Linked DNA regions of Zea mays: region 2 is linked to region 1. A link is a contact called in public Hi-C data. All regions are on one chromosome and are shown on one strand. Each heading gives the region's core, a stretch centred on a gene start, on an enhancer-like site or on the middle of the called end of the contact. The rest is flanking DNA. Distances are from core to core; before and after follow the strand shown.

Evidence for each region. A called contact is a pair of places that touch in the nucleus more often than the background predicts.
Region 2: a Hi-C map of leaf shows a contact between it and region 1, with 6 times the contacts expected there. The contact joins the promoter of LOC103626647 here to the promoter of LOC100383871 in region 1. A contact is called at or near these places in 11 of 25 Hi-C or Micro-C datasets (ear, endosperm, leaf and 3 more).

What each region holds. Positions count from the first base shown.
Region 1 is chr5:84,047,004-84,054,894 of Zm-B73-REFERENCE-NAM-5.0, forward strand. LOC100383871 reads right to left here and starts at 3,436. Exons shown (of 22, transcript NM_001362219.1): 1 at 3,262-3,436; 2 at 2,631-3,164; 3 at 2,453-2,533; 4 at 2,255-2,357; 5 at 1,861-2,063; 6 at 1,581-1,688; 7 at 707-808; 8 at 183-383; 9 at 1-67. The coding sequence starts at 3,393.
Region 2 is chr5:84,379,743-84,387,633 of Zm-B73-REFERENCE-NAM-5.0, forward strand. LOC103626647 (formin-like protein 10) reads left to right here and starts at 4,019. Exons shown (of 7, transcript XM_008647046.3): 1 at 4,019-4,317; 2 at 4,627-5,136; 3 at 5,498-6,182; 4 at 6,280-6,739; 5 at 6,817-7,016; 6 at 7,840-7,891. The coding sequence starts at 4,981. LOC100383954 (putative CBL-interacting protein kinase family protein) reads right to left here and starts at 3,742. Exons shown (of 2, transcript NM_001176571.1): 1 at 3,555-3,742; 2 at 1,130-3,048. The coding sequence starts at 2,777. The coding sequence ends at 1,365. It overlaps MIR397b (microRNA MIR397b), which reads right to left and starts at 430; the gene lies at 347-430.

The sequences.
Region 1 (7,891 bases), core at 2,186-4,685:
TAATGACCTCCTCCCAGACTACACCTCTTTCAGCATCATTTACATAATGCACTTCATCAAAGATTACCTGAGTGTACAATTAAACACATATCAGCAACTCATGATCCGTTTACAAGATTATAAAAGTGAAACTTGAAGGCACAGAGTAAAACACAGTGAACAAATCATAAGTGATAGCCTACCCATTCAATATCACGTATAATGTCTGCGCCTCTGTAGAGCATTGAACGCAATATCTCAGTAGTCATAATTAAGCAAGTTGCCTCTGGCCTGATGCTAACATCTCCTGTCAGAAGTCCCACATCAAACTTCCCAGAAAAATCTCTGTATTTCTGGTTGCTGATAGTTTTAATAGGAGCAGTATAGACAGACCTAGTGCAATGCTGCATAACAAAATTATCTGTCATAATAAGATCAATGCTAGCATTTTTTATTACAGTGGGGGTTTAAATCAACTATTACGGTGAGGAATTTGAGATAGTGCACTGGGGCATGTAATCTAAAGATCAATCTACTGAGAAAAGCAAGCATGAATCTTATCAGAAATTAAGAACTGGAAAATTCTCAAGGCAACTAAAAAAAGTAATAAGCTGGGCTGCTGGGGGCTAAATGCAAGGGTTTAGAAGCTATTAAGTGCGGAAGATGCTAAGCAGTTTAAAACGAGCAAAATTACCCAAAAAGTAAGAAAGAGCAAATGAAATCATACTTTCGTTGCTAATGCGAATGCATACTCAGCAACAACCGTCTTTCCAGCTGAAGTATGGGCTGCAACAAAGACTGATTCACCCTTCTCGAGATAATATATAGCCTGTGCTTTGTAGACAAAAGAAATATAGATTAGCAACTATACGAAGCAATTTAAACATAGTTTTCTAAGCATCGTTTTCAAGTCGGACGACTTGCTGATCATTCTGGCTAACCGATTAATCACGATTAATCACGATTAGTCGGATGACTTGGGCGATTAATCGTGATTGGTCCAAACCGACTTGGACGATTAATCGCGACTAATCACAATTAATCGGACGACTTGAAAACATTGTTCTAAGTTCAAAAACAGATAGGTAGTGGTACCATCTAAGACACCTTGTAACAAATAGTTCCCACAGGAAATAGAAGAAAGGGTATATATGTTCACTAGATGTTTCTTTTCATTTAAATTGGTTATCCGTAATCTTGTATTCCAGGAAAGACAACCCTAGACTGGACTAGCTTTTAAATTTCTCACAGAGATATGCAACCTTGTGCTGTTTTAAGAAAATATCTAATGTGGTATTGCAAGGCAATAGAAGTAAAATCGTTTAGATGATCGCAGGCTGAATGTATAGTATGAAAGTATCTATGTCGGTATGTCCTAATACGAAATCAAGCTGCGACCGAGTGTATACCGGAAAGTAAAATTGCAGGCTAAGGCTGCCAAACATAGATGAAGTACTACAATTAGAAGCATGTAATGTGAATTTGCCTAAAAGTCCAAGTAAAAAAAACAGTGCATGCACTTGGATGATGCAGTATAATAGACACTCTGATCAATATGGAGAATACATTGAAACAGAAAAGGATGCATATGAGTACTTTACCTCCTTCTGGAACTTATCCAATTCAAATGGAAACTCGATTGCCATATCTGGAACGAGTTTGGAGAAGTTAGTCACTATGTCCTCGTCCCCACCAACAAGTGCCCAAACCTATAGATGAAATAGAGGTACATTGGCATTATTGGTCCATCCATGATCTATCGAGAATTGTGAGACCAAACCACATTTATCATTTCTGCAACAATATCTACCCCTGAAGCTTACAGAACAAGAAGCACAGCATAGAAAGTGAGATAGAAGAAAAGGCATAAAGAGTGCTTACCATGCCATCTTGTGTTGGCTTCTTATCACCTGATGCACCTGGTTCCCTGCCTGTATCCTGTACTTCAGAAGATAACATCTGATCCAAGTCTGTTTGAGTTTCAGGAACATTTCTTATGACATCAACTTCCTGTTTCTCGTCATCTAGCGTTGTTATACTCTCGAACTCATCCTGCAATGCATCAACTTTTTGTTCGCCAATTTCTGCCAATGAAAAATGAAAATCTTAACAAGAAACCAGGCTTTGGTAAATGAACTGAATGCTAATGTCCTAGTAGCAACAGTGGTTACAATGTCCCATTACCTTTTAGCTATTACAATTTGCCAAGACAGTGTACTCATGTAACTTAAAAATATGATGTGTGAGAACAATAAAGTACCATTGATTCCTTCACCTTCAGCAGATTGTTGAACAACACCGTCCTTCAACAACTTGTTGGCAGTATCTTCCTCCCACGCTATCTTGAAAAGATCATCAAACTGCACAGAGTACTTCTCCTGCAGAACAATGGGATAATCAAGGCTACAACTCTACAATGGCAAAGTAAGCACAGATGTGGATTGTTCAAATGCAAAATATGTGTTCTGATTACCATTGTGTCATTCGATGATGATGCAGGTTGCTCCTCTACAAGTTCTCCATCCCGGAAACACTTCCAGTGGCTTTCATACCCCTACAAGAAAAGTAGCCGCTGCACAGTTTGGCACATCCACATGACCACATCGGTGATTGTGGTTATATAGTGGAAGAGACACAAGTAAGGGTCAAACCTTCAACTGGCCCAGCTCCAATCCCTTACGGAACCCTGGAGGCGCAACCTGCGCCGGGCCACCGCTCATGAGCTCACGCACCCAATCACCAGTCCTTGCACCCTCTGGGAACGCCTTTTCCAGCGCAGCCGCCTCAGCGGCGTCATCCTGCAGACCGCCTGGACGAAAAGGTCTGTTGTTGATGCTCCCCCTGACGAAGTCCTTCGCCGGACCAGGCATCCGGGGCGCTATCCCCCCGGTCCCCGAATCGAACACGTCGACCATCTCCATTTGCACGGACTCAGGGTCCCACACTCGCGACTCTGCCGCGGATTGCAACTTCTCCTGCCCGCGCCGGAAAGGCGGCACCCAGACGGGCGCGAGCATGGTGCGGGGGGCGGAGGGCTCCAGCGGCGGCCTGGCCAGGGCAAACCAGTCGACATCCCACACCCTCCCGCTATCGGCCGCGGTGGGGAGGTGCAGCTCGGGGTCGAGGTAGTTCCTCTCGAGGTACTCCTTCACGCTGCTCGGGCTCTCGGCCGGGTATGCCGGCGGCTGTGGTCGTCATTGCCACAACGGTGGGTTTAGGGTTTTAAAGGTTGCATCGAACGCCAGGAGTGATTTAGGGCGGAAGCGGGGAACGCAAGCGTACCAGGACGAAGTCCGGAATGGGGCTGGGCGTGTGCGGGGTAGGGTCGAGGCGGAGGTGGCCGCTGTGGCCGGAGAAGCTGATGCGGAACGGCACCTCGCTTGCCGGCGAGGTGGCAGGGCCGTCCATGGACATGGAGACCCCCGAGGTGAGCCGTCACCGTACCGTTTCGTCGGAACTGGTTCGGCCTTCGGAGTTCAGAGGGATGGAGGATGGCAATGACTGTTGCACAACCAGCACTTGAGATGGAAGCGACCAAACGAGTGATCTAAACGCAGATATAAACTATGGTTTATTATGGTATATACTATCTCATCTAAGTACTTATTCAGTTACGTCGATCAAAGGTGCTCCTCCAATCCTCTTCGATCTAACAAGAGCAATCATAACCCTCCGCGTCATTCAGTTTTTATAGTATTAATTCAGCTGCCACATAGTGATAAACAACTAAATGAAGAAAGAGTAAAAAACTGGATCTTACATAAGACTTAATTTCAACACGATATCTAAGACACAATAAGAGAAGAGGTGTATTAATTTCAGTTCAATAATATTGATATTTACATTGAAGAGGAGTAGTAGTTTTTAGATGACGTGAAGGCTATAAAAAATTATAAGTATCTTGGGTTGGGACTGCTCTAAGGGGTTAAGTAAAAAAGAGACAGATTCTTCGCGTCTTTTCACGATTTTATATGTTTATTGTCTCTTAACTATATTTACGATCTAGAAGATTAGATTATATCATACAATTTATTAGTTGTCTTTTGTATTATATAATTATCCTAGGGTCTTTAGTTTGTACATGCCTTTAGGAGCTTTTTAAAATCTACGTGATGAAAGATTTAAAGTATTAAATATAATATATTGTTGAATGATAATCTAACCGACAAGAATGCACGTTTATCAGAGAAAATTTTAGCGTGAAAGAGCATGTTGAGGGAGGGTCGGTTAAGAGGTCTTTAGAGAGCTAAGTAAAAAAATAAGAGACGGACTACACAACTATATATATGTTGAGAATTTGTTCTCAAATGCTATGAATTAAGAATAAGCCAACACAAAATGTTAAATGTTAATATCCTTCGTCCTACGAAGCATTATTTCCTTTAGGATATAATGATCTTCAGACGAAGGTCATGAAGGACATACCTTCATGATAGCAATATATGTTAATAAGAGAAAAAGCATACGAAATATAAGAAACAACGTAAACAATCATGTAACATTATTAATTCATTCTCATTATATTATCATAGAAAGACAAACAATATTGAATTACAAATGTACCTTTGGTTTGATAGAAGGTAAAAGTATAAGCGTGACGCACAAGTGAATACAAGTCAGCGTGAACAGTACGGGGGTACTGTTCATCTATTTATAGGCACAGTACGCGGCCTGTGAGAAATTACATTCATGCCCTTTATATTTACTATTGACTCATAGGCAAATCTATGAGGACTAGATAGCCTCTTTCCCTTTAAGTCGGTTCCTTTTTCCGTTATTTAGCCAAAGCTCTCTTGCGCGTAGCTTCGGAGCAACTCCAACCTTCGTCACGATTATGCTTTTCACATCGTATGTGCTTTTAACCCGAGTCCGAAGGTACCTGTGCATATGTCACACTTGGAAGATATTGTTAAATTACGTTTTTGACCTTCGGAGGACGAAGGCCCCCAACAGTAGCCCCTCGCAGTATTAATTTGTTTAAGATAACAAATTCAGACTGCGACATGGACGAAGGCCTTAAGCCGAAGGTCCAAAAAACACATTCTCTTTGCTAGAATAGCAACAGTCAATGACGGACGAGGCCCCCAATTTAGAGCGTGCTGAGCGTATAAATAAGAGCTCACACCAACCACATTTGATACGTTGCTTGTGCTACTCGCTTTATTTTCTCAATTTCATAGCTTTTGCTCACTAACACTTGCTAGTTTTTCAAACTTTCTGAGCTTTGGTTAAAAAGACGCATTTTTGTTATTTCTGAAGGAGAAATGTCTCAAGACAAGAAGGTTGTTGCTGAGACGAAGGTGACTGAAGAGGAGAAGCTTTTTGAGGAGAAGAAGGCTGTGAATCCTTACATTGCTGGATTTATCGAGTCAATGGCAAAAACAAATACAGAGAAGATTACTAAGGAAATACTGGAGGGCCTGTCTGAAGATACTGGTGACAGTGATAGTTATGATGCGGGAAGTAGGGCAAAGATTCTGAGTATTGGCCCTGGAGACCGAGTCATTCGATTTTCGGTAAATCGACCATCAAACAAAGTTATCTTGAGAACATGAGAGAAAGATACTTTCGGGATATGTCTATTGTAAGGGCTGGCGGAGACAACAACGTCCCTGCCCCTGAAGAGAATGAAGTTGTGATTTACCGAAGCTTCTTCAAAGTTGGGCTTCGGTTCCCACTGAGCAGATTTGTAGTTGAAGTGCTGAAAACCTACCAAATCTTCCTTCATCAGATGACCCCCGAAACCATATTGACGATGGAAGTCTTCGTCTGGGCAGTAAGGAGCCAAGGGCTAGAGTCAAGCGCGAAATGCTTCTGCAGCATGCACGAACTTCTATATGAGACGAAGGCCATGGGTAAAGAACAGTACCACAACAACTTCGGTTGTTATGGATTTATCGCCCGTCCCAACGCAAGCCACCCTGTGCCAACATTTCGAAAAAGATGGCCCGAAACTTGGATGGAAGAATGGTTTTACGTGAAGAACGACTTGATAGCGAGGGAGGACATCAAGGAGGTTATCATGTGTCCCATATGGTCCCGCTTCGGTCTCCGAAAGCCGAAGGTTAAAATTGATGACGCCGCCGAAGCGTGTCAGAAGGCGTTTGGTACTGTTTGCTTCTTCATTGGTACAAGAGATTTAATTCAAGAGCATATAGCATTCAGAGTATGGCTGCTTGTAGAAAGCTGGGAAATGCTGAAGGAGACCATCACCAAGTCTAGCGAAGGTGAACTGGTCCAGTTGAAGTATACATTCAGGTATGGGGATAAGTTCGATGAACCAAACGATGACTGGCTGAAATGCATCGAAGCTATAAGTGATGAACTGCTTGGAGCATATTCCAAGGCAGAAGATAATGCATTATCCGCAGCCTTCGGAGGTCGGGGAAAGAAGAGATTAAACAGAGTTTTTGATGTCATTGGCTTCGTTTACCGCGACTACCGCTATCCGCTGTGGGGACAAGGGAAAAAGAGGAAAGCTGCTACTTCGGTCACCCCAGACGAACATGTGCCAAAGGGAAAAAAGTTGAAGGTCCTAACTCACCGGCCGCGTTTCATCGAACCGACCGCGATACCTGAATTTGGCGAAGGGACCTCCTCGGCTGCCAAAACAAAAGGAACTATTCCTCCCGAGCAGAGGACTGAAGAACCGGCTATAATGCCGAAGGTGCCTACAACCAAGGTAGTTGAAACGAAGGTTGATAAGGCTGAAAACCTAGAAACTAAAGTAATAACGAAGGTGCCAGAGGTTTTGAGCCCTCCAGAAAAGGTAACAGTACCGAAGATACAAATGGGTTCTGTCGTAATTCCTAAGAGGAGGAGAATGGTAAATGTACTGGATGTGCTAGAAACAACCGAAACCTTGAGTCCTGCTCCTGCCATAAAAATGGTCGAAGCCTCTAAGGCGCAACCCAAAGCTAAAACGAAACAGGCAGAAGTCGAAGCTACAATAATTCAAACTGAAACCAAAGTTGGGCTTTCAGAGCCCGCTGAGAAAAAGCCTGCGGAAATTGAGGAAAAGGCAACAGAAAAAAGGCCACAGAGCAGATTTCGTCTAAAAAGGTTGCAACTCCTGCTCCTGAAGCTTTTAAAGAGAGCATTGATTACATCATTCGACATGCTTCGGGAAAAGGACTTTCTCAAGAAGAAAAACGAGAAGCGCAACATTATGCCCAAAAATTGAAATACCTGAAGGGGGGCATTAGTGTTTAATGGCAATGGGGAAGAAGATTTTCTGTACTGTCTCCAGGATAATAAAGAGATATCTGTTTGCCAGGAGATAGGTAGAAGCATCGGATTCCCGATGCTAGAAGATGGCCTTTCAATATTATCAAAAGATAAGCTCGCTGACAGTTTGGCTTATAATAGCATAAAGGTATAAAAGCTAATTTTGTATTTTGAAAACGAAATATTTTATTTGTTTATGCTTAATTCTGTTCTCCTCTTGTAGGGCTTAATTCTTAGCAACACGCTAAGGGCTCAGAAAAACATTGAAGACGAAGGATATACGATGGCTCTGAACAACCTTCGTTCAGAGGTAATTGAACTAAGAAACGAAGGTCTTGAGAAAGACAAAATCTTGATTTCGTTGGTAAACAAAGTGAAAGAAGATGAAGCTAGTTTCAAAGCCCAAGCTGAAATTCAAAAGAATGAGATCGAAGACCTTCGGAAACAGCTGGCCGAAGCCAAAGAAAAATGCGGTCTCGCAGAGGCCAACCGAGATATTAGTGAATATTAGAAAAACTATTTAGAAAAAACAGTTGAAGAACTTCGCGCATCCAAAGAAAGATGCTTCGAAAAATCCCTGGGCTGCGTGGAGAAGATAAAGGCTAGCTTCGCCAACGTGGGCGTCTATTCCAACGAAGATAACTTTATACGAGGCGACTCTGAAGGTGTTATCAAATGGATAAGC
Region 2 (7,891 bases), core at 2,769-5,268, 330 kb after region 1:
TGATATGACAGCCAGGGCTCGAAGCAACCTTTAATAGTTTGGGAGCTAGGTCTAGGCTTGCATATGGCCTCATGCTCTCTCTGATCATTATCAGCGTCGTCCGCCCCGTCAGGTAATTGGGTTAACCAGAACGCAGACAACTGGCCGTCCTAGGACACCGACATCATACGGGGCAGGAGTGCAGATGGAGGAAGAAGACGACACCCATCTGATTCAGATCCTGCGCCACCTAGACAGTGTCGAAGGAGAAGCCTTCGATGAGTGCATAATAAATGAAGCAAACCTGATGAATGATGCCGAACGCCCGCCCGCTCTGCACACACGCGGCCAGCGGGAGAAAGCAAAGGCGTAATTGAGTGCAGCGCTGGTGAGCCGCCGCAGCCGACAGGGGAGGCACGGCGGCTGGCTCATCAACGCTGCGCTCAATGATGCCTTTGCTTCTCTTTCTCTTTGCATCTTCTGATGGCGCTCTGTGCTCACGCTACCGATCACTATAAACAACGCCCGCGAGCGGGGTGTACTGCAAGCGTTTTGCTGGTGAGTGACTCCTCATCTCAGGAAGGAAGACTGAAGAAGAGGCGTGCTCCAACCTGTACTACCCGCCAACAGGTTGTACTACTACGGATCCATATGGAGTCTGGACCGCCGCCGCCGACACGTCGAGCCTGCGTGCGTGCGTGTAGAGATGATAGTACAGACTGTACTGCGAGACGCATCCCTCCCAGTCCCAGTACAGTACATCAAGGCAGCGCATCTCTTCTCGCACCACCAGCCAGCCACACACACCTGTTTCCTAAACATTGTGCATCTATCCATGATTCATGGATAATTATGGTCATGCTGCGTGCCTACATAAACAACCAACTCTACTTCGTCGTTTGTATCAACAGTCACTGGCTGCAAATAGCTGCAGTAAACACACGTTTCCAGGGCTCATCATATACCAGCTTGTTCAGCTACACATAGTCGCAGCCGTAATCCATAGAGACAAAATAATGTAAAGCCGCAGCCAACAAACTGTTACACCAATGAACCAGGGCTACGTGAGGTCAACATGGCCAGACCCTGTGGCTAATCGACTTCGTACCTACACTGGTTACAGAGTTACATCGAAAAGCACATTCCAATCGAAAGCTGAAAAGTTAAGCATGTTTGTTTATTACTCTAATGTACGTACAGTATACAAAAAAATGCCAAATGGTAGGCAGGTAGGCGTTTTAGGTCCTACCGCAGCAGGCAGGTAACCTGAAACACAATTCCGCAATCACATAAGCGTCGATGCAAGTGGGAGTTACTAGTCCTGTGCGGCTTGGTGCAGTTTTGACGTGATCTGGTTATGGCGGTCGCAACTGGTGGTGCAGTGACTACTGCTGCGTCGGCAAAGACGACAACGGCTGCTGCTGGTCCTCTCCTTGCACAGACTGCTCGCACCGCTGCTGCTGCTGCTGGTGCCGGTCGCTCTGCCAAGCCCAGACCATATCCTTCAGCGCAGGCCGCACTTCTTCCCTCACGAGCCTTTGGTACTCAATGGTGTCACCGCTGGCCTTCTTCAGCTCGACCAGAAGGAACGAAGGGGCAAGCTCGAAAACCTCGGCGTCGAGCTCCAGGAACCCCTTCATCCCTTCCTTCTGCGCAGCCAGTTTCAAGACCCCGCTCTCCTTCTTCTGGATTTTCAGCTTCAACCGCTCAGCCAGCTCCTTCAGCCTACCAAACACCGCTCCCACTGGCTGCCTGGTGGTGAACCTCTCCTCCCTCCGCCCGTGTCTTTCTTCGAACAGGTTAGATAGGTCAAACCCGGTCGAGAGAGAAATGATGTCGAATGCGTTCAGGTTAGGGAGGCTTGACGACCCTTGGTCTTCCTCTGGCCGGTTACTGCACTCTATCGAGCTCGAGGCCGTGGCGGCTTCACCGTCGCGCACGGTGGTGTCTCTTGCTGTGCCGTGCTTGATCTTTGCCGCGTTTGCCTCGATAGGTTTTCTGTACCAAGTGCTTCTCTTGATCCTTGAAATGGATATCCTGGTACTGGGATCTGGATCGAGCATTCTGAAAAGCAGGTCCTTCAGCTCACCGGAGAAGGAGCGAGGGCATCTGTATTCAGCTCTGGAGATCTTCCTGTACATCTCGATGAGATTCGGGTCGTGGAACGGCAGGTAACCAGCCACGAGCACGAAGAGAATCACTCCGCAGGACCATATGTCCGCCTTGGTGCCATCGTAGCCTCTCCTACCAAGCACTTCAGGAGCAACATAGGCAGGGGTTCCACACGTGGTATGTAGGAGGCCGTCGTGCCTTCTGGATTCAGACAGGGCGCTCAGACCGAAGTCCGAGACTCTAAGGTTCTCGTTCTCGTCCAGGAGTAGGTTTTCCGGCTTCAAGTCGCGATGGTAGACGCCTCGGCTGTGGCAGTAGTCCACGGCATTAACCAGCTGGTGGAAATACCTCCTCGCGGCATCCTCGCTGAGCTTCGCCTTTGATACTTTGTTGAACAGCTCGCCGCCTTTAGCGTACTCCAATACGAAGTAGATCTTGCTCTTGCTAGCCATTACCTCGAAGAGCTGCAGGACATTCGGATGCTTCACCAGCCTCATTATAGAGATCTCCCTCTTTATCTGCACTATTAGCCCAACCCTCGTGATCTTGTCCTTATCGATCATCTTTATCGCAACGGACTGCCCGTCGGTCAGGTTCCGAGCAAAGTATACCTTGGCGAAGTTTCCTTGGCCTAACTGCCTCCCGATTTCGTAACGGTCCATCAAAATAGTCCTCCTCTCGTCCATTATGTAGATCTCTATATACAGTGATAGAGGAACAGATATGGCTTTTTACAATCTCCAGCTTACAGACTAGGGTAACTATGAGCACCAAGGCCGCGGCTTACGAGATAGAAAAATCCTTGGCTCCCCCCTCTTCTGTGGCCCAAAACACAGGAGAAAATGCTGTACCAGTATGCAGCCTATGAGAACTTGATAGGATCACTTAGGACAAACCACAAAGCTTCCAGTGTTTGCTCTTCCAAGTCAAATGTTCTTTTGCCAGGCAAGTGGAAAACTGCACGGAAAAGGGAATATCTAGTTAGGGCAAACATGTAATGGAATTGGAATCAACAACTAGTAATAACTCAAATGGGGATCAATTGGGCAATTGGAGATCAGGGGTTGGTAGGTATCTCAGGAATCTGCAAAACAATACTGCAAAACTAATATCAGTTGGGCAATTGGAGCTCAAGTATAGTCTAAAATGGGGGGCGTACGCGTACCACGCAGCACCGCTAAATGCTTGGATATTAGTTTGCTCGAACAAGCACTTCAGCAGAAGCTAACCCCAAAATCCGAAACCAGAGCAAAATCTCACCAGCGATTACCACGGGAATCCTCCTACGGTCCTACCACCCGCTGAAGGCTAAATCACAAAGCATCCCGAATCCTAGTCCACCGCAAAAGTAAGCTGCGACCTCGGTGGTCCTAAACTAATCACAGAACAGTGCGATTACGCCCTTAAACAACCAGGCAGATCGACCCCCACCCATGCACACGCAACAAAGAGTAAATCGTCACCTGCTCAAGAACACGAGGAGAGACGACGGATCCCAGATGTCGCCAGCCCCAACACCAACCGGAGAAGCTCGATCTCGCGCAAAGGATCGAACCGGCCGCGGCGCGGCAACTCCCTCCCTTCCGACCCTTGGGCGGAGCCGTCCTTTTTTTTTCTCTCTCTCTCTCTCTCTCTCCTTCCTTTCGTTCGGTTCGGCTTCTGTTGCAGCATCTCCTCTCCGCGTCTTCTCCTCTTCACAGCTTCCACATGCCGAGATGCCGCGAGATGCGTCTGATGCCTGCTGCCCAGTCCAGGTTAGCACGCGCACGGCAGCTCAGCCCAGCTCTCGCTCGCGGCTGACCGGCCGTGGACAGCCAGAGCGGCCATGTCACTGGGCCCCACTTGCCTAATTTCTCCAAGGGCCCGATGGGCCAACGGCCCACGCCGCTCGTTCTTTTCCCTCTTTGTTTTGTCCCTCCTTTTTTCTTGTGCATCGTTTGCCTGGCGCCGTGGCGAGAAGGCGAGGGAATGGATGCGGCGGGCGGCTATCGCCGGTGGCGAGGGCGGCAGCAGGTCCAAGGAAGCCGGCCTCGCGCACGCGGGAGTTGCCACGCCTCGAGTAGAAGAAGGCCCCGGCGCGCTCGGGGCACGCCGGTATATTGCCACGCCGAGGCGCCGACCGCGGGGAGGCGTCAGACGTGTGGATGCCTGGCCGCCCGCCCGCCCACGCATCTCAACCGCCTCCCGACGCTTTCTCTTCCATGCGCGCGTCTTGGTCAGAGACAGGTGCGAGACACGCCTTCTTGGCTTTCCCGCTTGCAAGCTACTGCTACATTTTTATTTTCTCTTGGGGGAGCGGCCATGGCTTCCACGCCTCCACAGGAGTAAACGACCCAGCAACACGTCAAAGCTTTTTACAATGTTCGGCAACAACCGAAGCTAAGCCTAAGCTAGAGCTCGAATCATGACGCACAGAATACATTGATTCTAGATCTGTGCCGTCCAATGTTGTCCACAATACTGGAGATTCTGACCACAGCATATAAAAAAAGATATGTGTTCTTTATTATTCTTATTATTATTTCTTGGGTGCAGGCAGATGCAGGTGCGCGTGCCCAAGTCAACATTTCCTTCTACTTCTACCATTCGCCGACTCCTTGTGCCATCCGGCCTAACCTCTTGTGATGCTCAAAGTAAAAGCATCTGTGACCTTGATTTCAGCTCACTATTCTTTGTTGCTAATCAATGTGTTGGTGTTTGACTCTTCTACACACTTCACACTAGCAAACCCCAGGCCGTCTCTAAGGACAAATCTAGCTAGTCTGGTGCAGCCAAAAGGAATCTTCGTGTTCTACACTCCACAAAGACCACAAAAAGTGTCATCTTTTTCTTCCTTTTCTTGGTCGACGAAAGGAGGAGGAGGAATGAGCTCATAGGAGGCAACAAGTGATGAGGGGTTTAGGATTCGTGTTGCTGTTGGTGGCAGCTGCAGCATTGATCAGGCCATCAGAAGTAGTAGGGGCAGAGGAGGAGGACTGGGAGCTTTTCTTGTTGCAGTGGAGGCAGCATAATTCTCTTCCATCCCCACTTCTCAATGGGGATCTGGTAAGTCATCCAGACACTATTGTTTATAGCATCTGAGAGCGACTGATTCATGGAATGCCTGCTTCCTTTGTGCCCGGGATCTGCCAGAAATTTGCAATGCGAATTCCTTTTGTGTTCTCGAAAATTTGAAATTAGCTGCTGACCTGCTACTTAAAATAAAAAAGGTCCTGAATTCACCAAGTACTTCACTTACCAAACTAATGCAGGGACAGCTTTTCAGAATTTGTCAGTTTGTTTTTCCCTGTATTCTGGGTACTTTTGGTTGGAGTATTGCTATTGAACTCTTTTCTTCTGCAAGATCCAAGAAAGTGAGGCATTAGCAAAGGTAGACTGATGTAGGATGGTTCTTGGATGGATGCAGGTGGATAGAATATGGTCAATTTGCTTACCAGACATGGCCGGTGCACAGGAAATATTGGGCAATCCACTGCAATTTGCTTCAGATCAGCTATTGAGTCAGCCATCAGAAAATGCTTTGAAGGCAATGCTGTTTCTGGAGTTTCTGTCTCTTCTTTCCCCTGAAAAATTATCCAGTACCTATGGTTGCATCCATGCAAACTACTTCGGTTTGGGCATTCCACAAGAACTCAGTGTTTCACTGGCAACCTACCTTGAGAGCCATCAGCTGTTGCTTGGTTCGAACTTCTATGCGAGACGGCATTTGGCTGACAACTCAATTGGAGATGCTCCTTCCATGGCTCCAGATTTTGCGCCGTCCATGTCCTCTGGCGATGACGTGAAGCTTCCTCAGTCTGTTACAGAAACACCGTATGCACCTTCCAGCTCTTACAACAATGAAAATCCAAACCGACCTCATCACAGTAAACCTGCACAGAAGCATCGGGGAGTACCTCCAATTTCACTTCTGGAGAAGCATAAAGACTATGTTAGATTAGTCTTGATCGTGGTTCTACCAACAGCGGCATTCTCGTTCATTGCTGCTTTTCTAATTTTCTACTGCTGCGGATGCAACAAGAACAAGGTCTCTGTCGGTGAGCAACGAGATGATCATCCTCTTCTTCACATGCAGTTGGCTAATGTACCTGGTGAGACAGTATCCCTTTGTCAACCTGTGATGGCCTCATGGGTTGTTCTTACTTCTTTAGTATAATAATACTATAACACACAACATTCTGTTCTCAGGTTCATCACCCGATGCCCGTGTTTCTGCCAGTCACCTTAACAAGGATAATCGAAGTCATTCTGGAGTCAGCATGAGTCGGTGCTTTTCATGCTGTTTTAAAAGATCCACTGATGCCACACCATCTTCAGAAGTGATTGGAGGAACACCAGAGAATAATGTCACAAGTGATGCTCCTAAACCGATGTCGCCTCCAGCTCCTCCACCTTTGCCACCTCCGATCAAGAAGGCTCCTCCTCCCCCACCTGGACCTCCCAGAGGTTCTAAAGCAAGACTTGCTCAGCTGTCACCTGTTGAGTCAAGTCGTTCTGAAGGATCATCTGCCAGCGAGCAGACCAGCGAATCATCTGAAGCAGAAGTTAATGCTCCAAGAACCAAGCTTCGACCTTTCTATTGGGACAAAGTTCTTGCTAATCCTGATCAGTCAATGGCATGGCATGATATCAAATTCGGTTCTTTTCAGTAAGTGTTACTAGTAGCAATAAACTCTTAATACACTATGTCTGCAGAGTGCTTGTTTTCACAATTTGATTTTGCAGTGTGAATGAAGATATGATAGAGGAATTGTTTGGTTATAGTGGTGGAAGCAGAAATAACCTTAAGGATAAGGAACTCCCCTCTGCGGATCCTGCATCTCAGCACATTTCTCTTCTCAATGTTAAGAAATCATGCAACCTGGCAGTTGTTTTAAAGGCAATGAATATCAGGGTACAAGACATTCATGACGCTCTTATTGAAGGTAGTTGTTTATTCACAAGAAGCCGATATCGATTTGCCCTTAAGCATATCTCTTAATGATAAGCCAAGCCATTTGCACAGACTTAGATCACTGTTGACACACTTGAAAATGAGTTTTCTTTTAGAAAACTTTGCTGATGAATTGTACAGTAGTCATTAACTTTTTTTTAAGTTATTCAGAAAGTATTATCATCTTTCCCTTGTAGCTTACTTAATTGTATTGAGAATAAAATCCCATTCGATATATCTCTAGAATCTATGTAGGTTACTTAGACGACAATACACTTATAAGCGTATTTTTAGAAACTCTGTTCATGATCATATATTGGTCACTCACTACCATTTTTTAAGCTAACCATTTGTGTACAACATGAACTTTGTCAGACTATGTATTAGGCAGTTTTTCCAATCTACTTCATGTTGGACATTCTATTTTAGTGCCTTATGCTTGTGTCATTTCATTTATGGAGGACTCAAGGAAATCTTTTCTGCTTCAGAATATATATTCTTCTGTTACTTCTTTTATTTACTGACATCAGCATGAATCTGAAAGACAGAAACGAATCAGTTAGCCTTATAGAAATGCATTTCATCTGGGTAGTAACTGTAGCGACCTCAATCTTATGATTTTCTGATGTTGTATCCTGTTTGCATTTGGGAGTTGTTCTGCTTCTTCTTGAGCCTTTTTTTTTTTGCTCGCTCATGTTGATTCACCAGCCTTCCAGATGAGGCTCCTTTCTGAATACTTCTCATTTTGTGTCCCGGTTCTCCTACAGTGCCATTATTTTTTTCTGACATTATTTTCATCTCATCCTGTTCACAAGGGAACGAACTTCCAAGGGTGCTTCTTGAGACAATCTTGAGAATGAAACCAAC